3 separate regions of the Sus scrofa genome follow, and regions 1 and 3 are each linked to region 2. A link is a contact called in public HiChIP or PLAC-seq data. All regions are on one chromosome and are shown on one strand. Each heading gives the region's core, a stretch centred on a gene start, on an enhancer-like site or on the middle of the called end of the contact. The rest is flanking DNA. Distances are from core to core; before and after follow the strand shown.

Region 1 (4,910 bases), core at 319-2,818, 170 kb before region 2:
ATTCCTTCTAGACGGTGGGTTCCAGAGGGAGTTTGCCAAAGTGCTCCCTCTACTCTTGGGCCCAGATGCCTTCAGGACACAGTCAACTGCCCTCAGAGTATGGAGGCCACTGACCATTCAGAGTCCTGCTTTTGTGCCCTGGGATTTTCATCTAAATCTACCAGGAGAGCATCAAGAAGTAAGGCAGATCTGAGTCTGTCCACATGCAAGAAACGTACAGAGGCTTGTGTGAATGATGGAGAAATTCGCTAAGGAGAGAAGGGTCCTAGGAGTGACCTGTGGAGACATCTCATAGGCTCGAACCAAGGACCAGCTAACCAACACGAGAGATGGCGGAAGGAAACAGGAACTCAGGAAAAGCAGGCGTGAGAGGGAGACTGGTACCAAGAGGGTCTGCACAGTAGACAGAGGGACACTTAAAACATCCCTAGACCACGTCCTTTCTCTTTAAAGCCCACCAAGGACTCCATCCCACCTAGGAATAAAACCCAAAGCCCCGAGGTCCTATAGGATCCAGCCTCCACCATGCTCCTTCCCGCTCTTTCTCTCTGTGCTCCACCTCAGAGCTCCGACACATACTGCTCCCTCTTTCTGGAACACTTCTGCCCAGATCGTCCATAGCTGCACCCCCCACACACACACACATCCCCCAATCCAGTCTCTGCTCCACTGTTACCTCTGAGACGCCTTCCCTGATCCGTCAGGCAGATAAAAGCTCCCACACATTAGAGCAGGAAGTGGAATCCTAGTGCCCCCAGCTTCCCACACCAGGGACCCCCTCCTCTCAGTCTTCTCTCAGTGGAATCTGGGTCTCCCCACTTTTCCCTTATCCATAGGGATGAACCTGGTCACCACACGGAGCACCCCAATCCCTCGTCCCCGTGTTTAAAAACCTTTCCCTGAAAACCATTGGGGAGTTCAGGTCTTTTGAGCAGTAACTACCTGGACTCCTTGCTTGGCACCTGCAATAAATACTGCACGTCCCTTCACCATAACCTCATGTCAGTAGATTCACTTTACTGCACTGGGGCCAGTGGACCCCAGTTTGGTTTGGTAACGGGACCAGCACGGGCCAGGTTCTCATCTTTCCTCTGCTACCCCATCCTCAACCAAGCTAGAGAGGAAGACGCAGGTGCGATCAAAGAGTCCCAACAGCACTTTGAGTCTGTTTTGTGGCCGTGGGACCCGCATTTGGTTCATTCATTTTTATTCTTCTATTCATCAATTCACGCATGCTTCATTGATAGATACGACTTCTATTGAGGGGCCGCACAAGCTCGGGGCATCCCGAGCCTGCCGCGAACCCAAGATTCTCAAGTAAGTGCTTTAACTGCGACAAGAATTAGAAGCGAAAATGCACCGTGAGAACAGCTCATAGAGGATGGGTGGGGTCCCTCGCCACAAAGCTGGCCCAGCTCGGAGGGACAGCCCGGGGACGCGCAGAAAGCCGCGCCCTCTCTCCTTCCGCTCCTGCGGGGGCGGCTGCAGGCCGCGGGCCCTTTGCCCGCCCCCTACACGTCCAGCCAGTCCGCTCACCCATGTACTTCCGCTTCCGGCCGTTGGGGGCGGGGCTTCCGGCCGTCGGGCGGGGCTTCTGGCCGCCGTGGGCGGGCCGGGCCCGGAAGCAGCGGCGGCAGTGGAGGTGCGGGGACCGCGGGGTCGGCCATGGCTGTGAACCTGAGCCGGAATGGGCCGGCGCTGCAGGACGCCTACATGCGAGTGGTCGACGAGAAGTCCCCGACCGACTGGTGGGTTGCGAGACGGCCGGAGGCGGGCCGGGGGCAGGGGAGCCAGGGGGCGCGGAGTCTTGTCCGCCCCGTACCTGCGCCGCATCCGGGGCGCTGCGGCCCCCAGCCTCGTCACCCCTTGCCCCACCGTGCGTGGGCAAGTTAAACCCGGCGTGGGAACCCCGTGAGTCCCCAGCCCGTACCCTCTGCTAGCCACCAGTCTCGGTTCCGCGGGCCTCGTTGAATTCTGTGCTCGATGGCCTCGCCAGGTTCTTCTCTCGTGCCCGGGGACTTCCCTGGACAAAGGGGCCCTTCACAGCCCTCCCTGAGAAAGCGGAAGCCACGCCTGGCTTCTTCCAAACGCTGTGTTCGGGGATGGGCCCCTCAGAGTGGTCTGGAAGCCCGACCAGGAATGGGCGCCTTGCTCTGGAGGGTCAAACAGGGAGGTCGAGGGAACTAGGTGCTATGTTATTTGTGAACGTGTATTTCAGAACCTCCCTTTCCCCAAAAATACTGCAATGCTTGAGCCATGGGGGGGTGAATGAAAGGACACTGCTGGCCATAAAGGTCCCGTCTCCCTCCACCTCCTAATGACATCCTTTGCTAGGCTGGCAGTGTTAGGGACTTTGTAGAACTGGAAGCCTGGACCTGAAGTCCCTGGGACAGCCCTGGGCAGCCCACACATAGGGTAAGCTCTTTGTCCTGCAAGTAGGGTCCTTCTATGCTTGAGGATTCTGTTATTTCCCCATCTGCTTCTTGTTTTCGCTGGCCACCTTTGAGCACTAGGAAATATGCTGAGTAGGATGGACTAAGGTGACCAGCTCTGGGGAGCCTTTTTCCCATTGCCTGGGGAAGGGCCTTCTGGGCGTGGCTGTGCTACCATGACTCTCTCCACTTGTCAAGTGCTGCTACTTTCTTGGCTTCCCCTGGTGCCCAGCATAGGGTGGCTTTCGGACAGTGTACTTCTGTGACACTAAGAACGTTGTAGCCTTGCCTGTTCTTAACCCCCAGGCCTTGGGAAAGAACTTCAGAACACCAGCTGTCTGGGTCAGCAGACTCTCTGGGGCCACATCAGTGTGGGCAGGTCCCATTCACGAGCTGAAGAAATAGACCGTGGCACTTCCCTGTGTAAACTCTGCAGCGGCTTCCTCTTGCATCATAAATAAAGCCCCATGGCTGACAGGCCCTGCATGGCCTGGCTCCCCAACCCCCTCCTATTTATCACACTCTGGTCACACCAGTTTACCACCACTCTCGCCTCCTTTCTCCTCCTTAAACCCGCAAACTCATGTCTGCTCAGAGCCCTTGGACTTGCTGCGCCCTCTGCCTGGGGCTCCCCAGACTTCACTTCTCAGCTCTCATGTTACCTTCTTCTCAGAGAGGCCTGTTCGTGTTGTTTTGTTTCCTCACGTACACAGCACATAGAAGTTCCCAGGCCAGGGATCGAACCCGTGCCACAGCAGCGACCTGCTTCAATGACAGCGCTGAACCCTTAACCTGCTCTGCCACAAGAAAACCTTGCAAAGAGGCCTTTCTCGATTCCTGGTTCCCTGGCTACAGTCAGATTTTCCCATCTCCCTGTTTGACTCCTCCAGGCAGATGCCAGACAGCCTCACGGATTTTCTTGTCACCTTTCTTCCCCTCAGAAATGGTGGGGTGGGCCCCTTTTCTGTCTCCAGGGCAGGGCTGTTTATGTATAGTAGATGCGATGCTCAGATGGACTGAGGGGGTACAGGGAGAGTGGTAGAGGATATCAGAGCTAGAAGAGGTGCCCCCAGCATGGAAGGTCATTGTCATGTGCAGGCGGGGGCCTTGGGCCAGGCCGTGAAGCCAGGGGGAATGGGAGCAGCCACAGCAGCCCTTCTCCACGCTGGGTCTCTCTCCCGGTTCCCCAGGCGGTTCTTCCCCTGGCCTGTGGCATGTTTGCTCACTTCCTGCACCCACTTCACTACCTGACAGTATCTTAGTGTTGATGTCTGTGTTTCTTTTTTCTCCCTTTAGAAAGTATATTCCATGGACAGGGCCTCCTAGGGGTTATCCACGGCTGCATTTTCCCATCACCGGCGGGAAGCAGGTTCTTAGTGTGCATTTTTGGAAAGTGACGGAAATATAAGGAGCTCAGCAGCCCATGCTCCTTGTGCCGTATGCCTTCACAAGCCAGCATATTTTTTTTTTTTTTTCCATGTTGGTTTGAAAGAAGAGCAGAATTTGGTTGACTGTGGGCTGAGCCTCTGAACTGGGAATAATCAAGAAGGTGGCTTAAGCTGGAGCTCAGTGGAGGGGAATGAAGTCAGAGGCGTGGTGGGCAGCATGGAGCTTGGCTTGTTAGCTGCTGGAACCCTTGTTGGAAGAGCTGAGCTGAGCAGCTGTCTCTGTTCCTGCTACCTGTCCATTGTCCTCGTCTTCTGCAGTCAAGGTCTTGTGCCTTCAAGAGGAGCGGGCTTCTTTCTTCCAGGAGGAAGGCTGGCCAGGACTCCAGCCCGCCAGAGTCTGGACATCTACCACCTCCCAAGTCATTTCCTGTTTTCTTTCTTTTCTTTTTTTTTCATGGCCACGTCTGCAGGGTGTGGAAGTTCTGGGCCAGGGGTGGAATCTGAGACATGGCTGCAACCTACACCACAGCTGCGGCATCGCCAAAACCTTTAAACTACTGTGCCGAGCTAGGGATTAAACCCAGGCCTCTTCAGTGACCTGCACTGCTGCAGTCGGATTCCTAACCCCCTGCATCACAGTGGGAGCCTCATGTTTTCCCGAGTGTTTCCCCCTCGTTCGCTCTCCTCTCCTGGGAAGCAGTGGTTCTTTCCTGGCAGCCTGTCCTTCCTCCTGGCCAGATCTCTGAGCTTGGGTATAATTTCTCCTGACTTTCTCAGCCTTGGGCAGCTCTGCCCCGTGGCTGGTGAGGCCCTGGGGAAGCTGAGTGGAAGCTGATTTGGGTCCTGTCAGATGGTTGATCCTGGGGCTTTTTTCGCCAGGCGGGGCCTCAGTGGGCCTGTGCTCCGGGGCATGGGGGAAGGGCCGCCAACCCGGGCTTTGCCTTTGACTTGCTGTCTGATGGGTCAGCACCCTCACTGTGTGGTCTGCCAGCACGCCCTGGAGCCGAGCCGCTGCAGAGTGGATGCTGATGGATGTTTTGGACTGCAGGGAAGCCACCTCTTCCAGAATGTTCTCTTTGAGTAACCTTTG
Region 2 (4,922 bases), core at 1,977-4,476:
GATGCTACTGATGAGAGAGGCCCTCTGAGACACACTGGTGTAGATTAATCATGATGCAGCCCCTGAGGTCCATGAGGTCCATGGCCACGACAAAATCAAGTAAAAAGAAGGGAAGAAACAGCTACCAGAGAAGCAGCTGACAGTGTCTACTTTAAATACCTTCCATCATTAAAAAAACAACTGCTATTATCTTGGTTGACTGCTTTCCATAATATTAGTATCAATATTATGAAAATGTTACAAAAGCCTACTTACAGAGACCTAATTCAGTGAAGTAGGCCTAAGCTGGTTTTAAAATTTTAAGTGAATTTTACTGATTACACCACAATATATAAACAGCTAACCTAAATGAGACCAAATAAATGACCTGAAAAGCACTTAGTAATGAAGATATTGTGTTGGTAGATTTTATGTAATCTTTTCTCATCAGCAGCACACATGATAAAATTATTAACACCGTCACAGACACAATTACTCCTCAATGACTAAGTTACAAAGTACCCTCTGTATTCGTTTTCTAGGGTACTGAAACAAACTAAGTGGCCTAAGACAACAGAAGTTAATGGTCTCACAATTCTCCAGGCCCTCCGTCCAAAATCAAGTACTGGCAGGACCATGCTCCCTCTGAGACTCTGGGTAGACTCCTTCCTTGCCTCTTGTAGCTTCGTGTTGGCTGCCAATCCTTGGTGTTCCTTGGCTTACAGATGCATCACTCCAATCTCCACCTGTATCACTGCTCGGTCATCTTCTTTCTCCCTGTGCATCTCTGTTTCTCTTCTAAGGACACCAGTTATACTGAATTAAGAGCCTACCCTACTCCAGTATGACCTTAATCTCTCAACTAATTACCTCTAACATAATCTTATTCCCAAATAAGGTCACATTCTAAAGTTCCAGTGGTTAGGACTTCATCTTATGGGGAGACCCAAGTGAACCCGTAACACTCTCATTTTCATGAACTTTCATGTCTATCAAAACAAATGCATAGCTGAATAACTTTTTAAATTACGTTCTTAATATTTTAAGAATTAAAAATGTAATAGTATGCTAATCATAATCTATACACAAGATTTAATTTAATCTGACAATCTTCCTAAATCTAAGCATTCTTTATGCCTCTTGAAATCAGAAATCCCTCTCCCCTTTAAAGTACTCACTTTCTTGTTCAAGAACCTGAAAGAATATTGAAAGAACACTTCTCCTTTCCGTTAGCATATAATACAACAACTTATTTTATAAATATGTCCCCACCTTGACTTATTTTAATTGTTTCATTGTGGGGAGATATCACAAGCCCCATTAGTTATTTGTGGTTCAATTTACTTTTACATAAGCCAGTCTGGTATAGAGTTGGCGTCAAAATCACATTTACCAAATATAAAGGGTAAGGAGAAAAAGATGCCATTTCAGAACCAGTGTGTTTATCTCCTTCCCTAAAGCGGAAAATCAGTATGTTTCCACCCCCTTACTGTTTTCATGGAGACTCAAGCAGTGGTCGGGAGTTCCTTTCGCTCACCTCTTACTATTGCAATAGACTCCTTATTAAGTATGGATGATGGATTTTTTAAAATGCCGGCCAGAAATTTATTTTTACTATGAAGGATTAGGACACTAAGTCACAAACACAACAAAACGTATGTGACAACAGAAGAAATCTAGAGAAAAATCAATATTGACATATAAATTCTAAACCACCAGCGCTGTATTTCCAAGGGTAATAAGAAAGAGGATGCATTGATTGGGGGCCTAGGAGGTACCACATAAGGCAGTTCGCCAGATCACTTACATACCTTACCTGATTCGCTAACAACCCTGTGAATTAGACATTGTTCTCCAGTTTTTAATTACATACAAGAAAAGAGAGATTTAGAGAAGTCACTTGCCTAAGAGTCCATATTCGGACCAAAAGCTCTTTCAAAACTGCCTTAATTTGGGCGACCTTAAACCTTCTCAAATGCAAAACACATGGGGAGCCAAGGAGGTACCTTAGGAGTTGGGACAGAAAATCGTGGAAAAACGGTAACCTAACGGATCACTGTATGGTTTTCACCAAACACGAGAGCAGTTGTGCTGATACGCATTCACCTACTCCTTGATGTTCCCTTTTCCCCTGCCCAATTAACGTTAGTTCCGATATTCATTCCCTTTCCAACTCCTGGATGCACAGACCAGACCCATCAAAGTCGTACTACTACGTAGGAGCAATGCTGTGGGGTTGGCGTTCCCTCGTCATAAATTCCAAGGGCAGGGGACCCAGGGCTCAGGCTTGACGATAACACCAACAGGCGACAACACCATCGGGAAAAATACCAACAGGCGGTCAGCGGGGACGATTTGCAGCTCTGCGGGGGGCTCTCAGTAACAAGCAGATCTGCAAGAACCGACCCCGGAGCCCCGGCCGGCACTGTTTCAAAGGCACGAGGGCCAAGGGGCGCCCCCCAGGAGGAGAAGGGCTAACAGTCCAGAGGTCCACCGCCTCCCGGGGCCTTGCTGTCCGGGAAGGGCCGCAGCTCCGCGCCAGGCAGAGGAGCCGCGTCGCCGGCCCCCACCTCCCCCCGTCCAGCCGAGCCTCCCGCACCCCACGACCCCCCGCATCCCCCAAACCCCCGCGGCGGGACCCCGGCCGCGACCCCGGCGCAGCGCGCGGCGCGGGAGGGTGACGTCCGCGCGGCCAAGGCGCGGCGGGTGGACGCTACCACCGCCGGCGCCCCCCGCCCGGCGCCGCCAGGGTCGGGCCGCCGACTCACCTTCCCGTCGCTGTGGAAAGGGAGGCCGAGCTCCTCCGGGGTGAGCGCAGGGCGAGCACATGGCGGCTCCTCCGCCGGCACGGCGGCCGCGGCCTCGTAGTCCGGGAAAGGGTTGGGGAACGCCCGCTCCTCCATTTCCGCGTCCCAGTCCCCCTGGAACCAGAGCCTCCGGGATATGGTCTCGCCCATGTCGGCCGCGCGCCCTGCGCTCCGCGGGGCCGCGCGCTACGGCGAGCGAGCGGGGACAAACCTCCGGCGAGGCGCTCCGGCCGGGCCGCGGGCGAGCCCGGGAAAGGCGGCGGGCGCGCAGCGCTGCGAGGCGGGCACACGTGGTTGCGGAGGGCGCCCCGCCCCGCCCCGGCTCCGGACGGGCCCTCGGGGAGGCTGTGGCGGGATCGCTGCCACCCGGGCGCCGCGGTTGCGGGGTCCCCTCGGTGGAGTTGGCTCCGGCCGGCCGGCCGGCGGCGCCGCGAGGACAGCGTCTCCGGGGAGGGCGCGGTCCCTCCCAGTCATCCCGCCGTCGGGGGAGGGGGGACTCTGGAGGAGGAGCCACCGCATTTTTTTTCCTTTTGGGTTTTCGGTGCCCCTGTGTTGGGTAAACGGGTAGCTTTGAGAACAGCAGCTAAGATAATAGCATATTTAATCACCTAAATATTTCATTGACCCGAAAATTCCTCCAGTATGCGTTTAATTGCTGAGGAAGATGACCCGTATAATAAAATGATACAAGCAAATAAATCTGCATTTATATAACCACAACATGGTTAACACTCTTTATTGGTTCTCTTTGTTCTTCTTGTTGTTTCCTTAATTATTTGGAACCAAACAGATGCAATGATTTCTCCTCTTCGGGAGGAAAATACCTTATTCTAGTCCCCCCACCCACCCACCCCTGTTTGAACATCGACTGAGGGCCTGATGGTACTAGGTGATGACAAAAGGAAGTTTCTGCTCTTGGGATTCCAGGTTAGTGGGTGGGAAAAGGTAAGCACAGCACAGTACGTTATGGATACTTTTCTGGAACCAGGCAAGATGTGCATAGTGTACTGAACTGTATCAAGAAGTGACATGATGTAGGAGAACCAAACCAAGCACAGGGAAGGCTCCATCTTCCTGCCTCCGTGGCCTGGCTTCCCACTCCTGCCTGTCTCATCCTCTCCCCCAACTGTACAAAGATGCACGTGTGAAACTGCCTTACCTGTAGGATGACCGTGGGAAATCCCACTGTGGGAGAAAATCATTATAAACTGGTTACTCAGCATAAATATCCTCGGAGTTCAAGGAAAAGAGCTGATACAGCAGGATGCCTTGGAGGTCTGCTCCACTTTCCTGCTTCCTTCCTTTGTCCAAGAGTCCATCTTTCTCCCCCACTCCCTGAAGGACACTTCCTAACTGCCCCCAAGTTCTGACGCCTTTACCACGTAGGGAATTCAGTCTCCTAACCACTGATGCTCACCTGTCTTGGGAGCCATCCTCTCCCACCTCAGGGACTTTGCGAAACAAAACAGCCCACAGCAGAGGTTCCCCAAAGCTGTTATTTGGACTGAACACTGCAGGTAGATGGGGCAGAAACCTCGGCTGCTGGCTTTGCTAAGGTAAGCCTGGTGACCTTTGACCTCTTTCTACACCCTCCCCCCGTTGACTGAAAAAAAACCGCACAGCCTAAAAGTTGGGAATTATGCTTTATTCGGCAGCTTTACTGAGGATGATAGCCATGGATGGCACCCTCTCAGATAGCTCTGAGGAACAGTCCAGAGGTCAGGGGGAGTTTTTGCTGAAAACCAAAATGTGGAACATTGGGAGATGAATGCTAATCACACACACACACAACACCCCCAGACGTCGCAAGTTAATCATTTTAGGGCTGTGCCTTTCTATGGGAAGATGCAAGCGTCTGGACGTTGATATCATTCCTTTGATATGCATCTTAACTATCCAGGGCCAGTGTCCTGTTTTTCTCCACCCCGACTCCCCTTCGAGCACACCTTTGAAGGCAGCTGCAGCGGCAGGTGGCTTGAGAGCGGCAACATTCCCTGTTTACCTGACGGCAGCCAACGTTTTGTCCACAACCGGATGTGAGGTAAAGACAGTTTTCCTCATGTGTCTTACAATCTAGGACGGCCGTGGACAGCCACTGGCAAGTACACAAACTTATCCTAAGGACAACCAGTATTT
Region 3 (4,718 bases), core at 979-3,478, 230 kb before region 2:
GAAAAGAAAATAACACCAGTGGGGAGGGAGTGGGATGGACCGGGAAGCTCGGAGTGAGCAAACTACTACACTTGGTAATGGATCAGCAGTGCGGTCCTGCCGTATAGCACGCGGAGCTATACCCAGTCTCTTGGGATAGACCATGATGGAAGATAATATAAGAAAGGGAATGTGTATACATATGAACGACTGGGTCGCTTTGCTGTACAGCAGAAATTGGCACAACACTGTAAATCAACTATACCTTGATTAAAAAAATAAATTTCAAAAAATGTTCAAAAAAAGAAAAGAACGCCAGATTCGGAGGCTTCTCCATGACCAGCCCAGCAGAAAGAAAGGCTCCCCTCCCATCCCTGCCTTGAATCGTTGGACTTGTTCCCACAGCACCTAGTCTAGGAGGCTGAACGTCTGCTGACTTGAGAGAGATCAAAGAATCCTAGGAAACCAGGCCTCGCTGGCTAGACTCTGGTCTACCAGCAAAGCGTACAGACCTCTTGAGGTGTGAACCGTCCCCACATTCGTACATAAGCACATGGTTCTTTCCATGAAATGAAATAAAGTATACTACATACGACAGGGTCACTGTGCTGTACAGTAGAAACGGACAGAACACTGTAAATCAACTATAATGGAAAAAAATAAAAATCATTAAAAAAAATAAAGTCCACTAAACACTTTGTGGCAGCTTTGCCATGGGTATGCCTCAGAAATTAATGCCAAACGCAGACTTGGGAGGTAGCTCATACACAGAACTGCAAATATCAAATCTGCACTAAGACCACCTGACACAGGGACAGAGTTTAGCACGACCGCCCCAATAGACCCAGATCTACCAAGTAGAGGGCTTGGATGCCAAATGCCCCATCACTTTTGTAAAGGTCTCATGGCAGCGGCACACAGGCTTAGCCTCCCTCCTGCTGCCTTCAGCCTGCTCTGCCTCACCCTGTTGTGACAAGAGGGCTGGGAATGCAGTGGGACCTTCAACCTCTCGATGAATCAGCCTGGCCTTCTGAGAGATGAGCTATTTATTCTATTTACAAGCTCAAAGTACTGGGTACTCCTGACTGCTCCTCCCCGAACCTCGAAAGACTGCAGGTAGATGGAAAATGCCCATGACTTGGCTCGAGTCAAACGCAGCTTGCTCCATGCAGGCCCAGTGCATTCAGGGCACGGCTCGGGCCTCACGGGCAAGGGGCCTAAGGGCCACCATCGCCACCCCCAGCAGCCCCCACGCCAACCCCGCCCCAGTCAAAGCCCTTTGTGAGGTGTGAGGATGAACTTGAACGGCTATGCCAGCCACAAGCTTGAAGACACTCTGGATGATGGACAACAGTCAAATAAAGTCCAATACCAACTAAAGCAATGACCTTGAGACGAATCTTCCTCCTCTGCGAAGCGTGGCTGTTGGATTAATTCTGTCATGCCCAGCTTTCGAGACTAGTTAAATTACCAAAACAAAAAGTAATCATAATGAATGGCCGAGGTTTTATTTTGCAGTAAGGATTGTATAAAATTGCAAACTCTGTGTGTCACCCGCATTTCCGAAAAGAAATCACGTTTTAACGCCAGGACAGGAGAATGGAGATGATGTCAGAATAGGGGCACCCCCTGTAACCCGGCCCGCGGCCCGGCCCAAGCAGGAGGCCCAGGCCAGGCCGAAGCAGGGTCTGCCCGGCCCTCGCTGCCGACGGTGGGGACTTTCGGGCTGCGTCCCGACGGCGGCGAGAACCCAGCATCAACTCCAACGCGAGCAAGCGGAGAAAAGAGATGCGGAAGGCGGGGTGGCGGGCGCCGCGGCTCCAGGCCGGGGGCGCCGGGGGGGGGCCGCGCCCGCGCTGCCGGGCCCCGGCCCCCGCGCCCCCCGCCCCGGATCCCGCCCCCGGCGCCGCGATCCCCACTCCGCCCGCGCCCCCCGCCCGTCTCCGCCCGCCCCCGCCCCGGCCGCCTCCGCCCAAGGTCGGCAGGAGAGGGCCGCGGGGCCTGGCGCGCCGGCGGGCGGGGGTCCGGGGCCGCCGGCCGGGAAGGGCCGCAGCCCGCCGCCGGCCGCCCGCAGCCCCCACCCCGCAGCCCCCTCCCCAGCGCGGCCGCGAGCGCCGCACTCACCCGGGCGACGCCATGAGCGCGGCGAGGTCTCGGCGCTGCCGCCGCCTCCGCTTCCTCCGCGCTGAGCGACTCCGCCGGGGAGGGGCCTCGCGCCGGCCGCCGGCCGCCCGCCGCCCGCCGGGGCAGCTCCCGGCGGCGGGGGCGCGGGGAGGGCGCCGAGGCGGCCCGAGAAGGGTGCGAGCGGCCCCGGCGGCGGCGGAGGGCGCCCGGGTCCCGGCGCGGAGCGGCCCGGGCGGGGGCGGGGGACCTCGGGGAGGCGGCCCGGGGTCAGCTCGGCGCGGCCCGGGGGCGGCGGGGGCACGGGGTTGCCACGGGCACGAGGGCGGTCCGCCGCGACCCGCAGCCCGGACCCGCCCATCTGCCCAGGTGCCCGGGTGCCCGCGGGCCAGGACTCCTCGGGAGGCGCCTTCGGGGCCAGTGCGGCCGAGAACCTGCCCAGGGGCCACGAAGCAGCGGCAGCAGCCAGGTGAGGTCCACACCTCCCTGCGATGTGAGTTTCATTTCCCTGCGAAAAGCCTTGTCTTCAGCTCTGGCGTGCAAGGCGTTGTTGTTGAGCAAAGCAATAACTGCTGTTTCTTACGTGATGTGCTGTCTCGCCCGCGTCGCTGGCCTCTGAGAGCCAGTTAGCTCTTGTAAAACGTGTGTGAATTCACATTGTGAAGCCCTGAGGAGCGTGGGCACTTTTTATCATTATTCGCATCGTATTGTTTATCAATAATATTGAGTCTGGACGTCCTGCACTGGGTTTCACAGCATCTACTCTGGGTACATGGAGCCTCCGTTCCTGTCTCAGCAAAATGAATTTTCACAGGTAAATGGCCTCTTGCAAGTAAAAACACTTAATAAAAAGCTCTGGACAATGAAAACCATTGTTGATGACATTTCTCTTATGTTAAGTATTATTCGTCCACTAATAAGAACAAGAGAAAGCAAAAGCTGTGAGTGAAAGCCTAGGCTCTGGGTTGAAATCATACCTGGGTTGAAATCTCAACTCTACCAATCACTAGCTCTGGAACGTGAGGCAAGTTAGAACCTTCCCAGGGCTCTACCTTCCTCAGTTGAAAAACGAGGATAATAAAATAGGTCTCTTCGTCTCTATGAGAATTGAATGAATTAATATTTGTAAAGTGGTTAATGCATTGCCTGGTAAATGGTCTCAACCTCCCAAGAATCCCTGCAGCCTCCTTGGTTCCGAAAATGGATCTTACAGTCGCTGCCTTGAGTTCAGAGTTCAGAATTAATACTCTGTAAGTAAAGCCACAGGACTTGTGAGACCCAAAGTCGGGGTAAGTCCAAGAGGACCAGGGTTACAGAAGCGTTTGGGGAGTGGGCAGCTGCTAAATGGCCTGATTCACGACAGTAATGACTGCCACTGGAATGAGGGCGCTTAGATCCTTTTTTTAAATAAGCAGTTGGTGTTAAAATCTATTTGGAAATAATAATGTCAGTTCGATGAAATTATTCTTCCTCAGGATGAGTTTTACCAGGTATGTAGCATTTCACTGTGTGCTGGACCACCTTTAACCAACCCCTCTTATTAAACATATGTCTTTCTACTAGTATTTCATTATTGTAAGGAAAGGAATAAATATTCTTATAGCCCAAACTCCCCATACATATCCATGAGTATTTCTTTAGGCCAGGTTCCTCGGAGTCAGATAATACTAGTGTTTTTAATCTCGTCAGATACATACATAATCTCTCGCACGCACACACATATAAGCTAGTCCACATATTTACAGACACGCATATACACATACACACACAGACGCGCACACACAGACTGCTGTCCCAGCACGATCATCAGCACTGATGGGAGTGCCAACTTCCCAAAACTCTCAATAAATTTCACAATTTATCACTGCAAATTTAATTGGTTAAAAACCAGTGTTTTGACAAAATGGCAGACTAGGAAGTTCAAGCACTCCTTTTCCCACAGAAACATGAAGAAAACAACCAGAAGCTGTCTGAACTAATTTCGTAGGAGCTCTGGAAAAGTCCCAATTTTACAGCAAGCAAGAAAAGGTCATCCTTAAAATGGCAGGAAGGTTTTGTGGCATTTTCACTTACTATTGCCCCACACCCTCGCCAGTGTGGCAGTGGTCTTGCTCTTGAGCAGGTAGCATCCTGCTTCCCACTCCCCTGACCCCATCACCTTGAACTGGATGGAACAGAGCAGAACTTATTTGTATACTACCTGATCTGTAAGAAATAGTGAAGGCAGTCCTTTAGTTTGAAATGATAGGATGCTAGACAGTAACTTACAGCAGCATGAAGATGTCAAGATCTGATGAATACCTGGACAAATATAAAAACCAGTATTACCTTAATTTTGGCAGAAACTCCACTTTGTATTTCAGCAGAAGACAAATGCATTAAAATAATTATTAAATTATAAGTCTATGTTATTAGACACACAATGTATAAAGATGTAATGTGTGATATTAATAAGATGAAGAGGAAACAGAACAGTATAGGAGTAGAGTTTTTGTACGCAATTGAGGTCAAGTTGGTAACATCCTAATTAGATTGTGTTATAACTTGAGACTGTTATATGTAATCCCCAGGTAACCACAAAGAAAATATCTATAGAATATACAGAAAAGTATACATGA

The links. HiChIP or PLAC-seq counts read pairs in DNA pulled down with a chosen protein or histone mark.
Region 1: an H3K27ac HiChIP or PLAC-seq map of alveolar macrophages shows a contact between it and region 2. The contact joins the promoter of DBNL here to the promoter of LANCL2 in region 2. A contact is called at or near these places in 1 of 47 Hi-C or Micro-C datasets (embryonic fibroblasts) and 1 of 2 datasets of contacts at active chromatin or transcription factors (alveolar macrophages).
Region 3: a contact with region 2 is called in an H3K27ac HiChIP or PLAC-seq map of skeletal muscle, with 3 times the contacts expected there. The contact joins the promoter of LOC100525140 here to the promoter of LANCL2 in region 2. A contact is called at or near these places in 3 of 47 Hi-C or Micro-C datasets (fetal liver, liver and mesenteric adipose tissue) and 1 of 2 datasets of contacts at active chromatin or transcription factors (skeletal muscle).

The regions. Positions count from the first base shown.
Region 1 is chr18:48,722,350-48,727,259 of Sscrofa11.1, reverse strand. DBNL (drebrin-like protein) reads left to right here and starts at 1,568. Exons shown (of 13, transcript XM_005673326.2): 1 at 1,568-1,748. The coding sequence starts at 1,666.
Region 2 is chr18:48,549,056-48,553,977 of Sscrofa11.1, reverse strand. It overlaps LANCL2 (lanC-like protein 2), which reads right to left and starts at 3,226. Exons shown (of 8, transcript XM_021079342.1): 1 at 2,748-3,226. The coding sequence starts at 2,936.
Region 3 is chr18:48,778,031-48,782,748 of Sscrofa11.1, reverse strand. LOC100525140 (up-regulator of cell proliferation) reads right to left here and starts at 2,228. Exons shown (of 7, transcript XM_021079349.1): 1 at 2,104-2,228. The coding sequence starts at 2,117.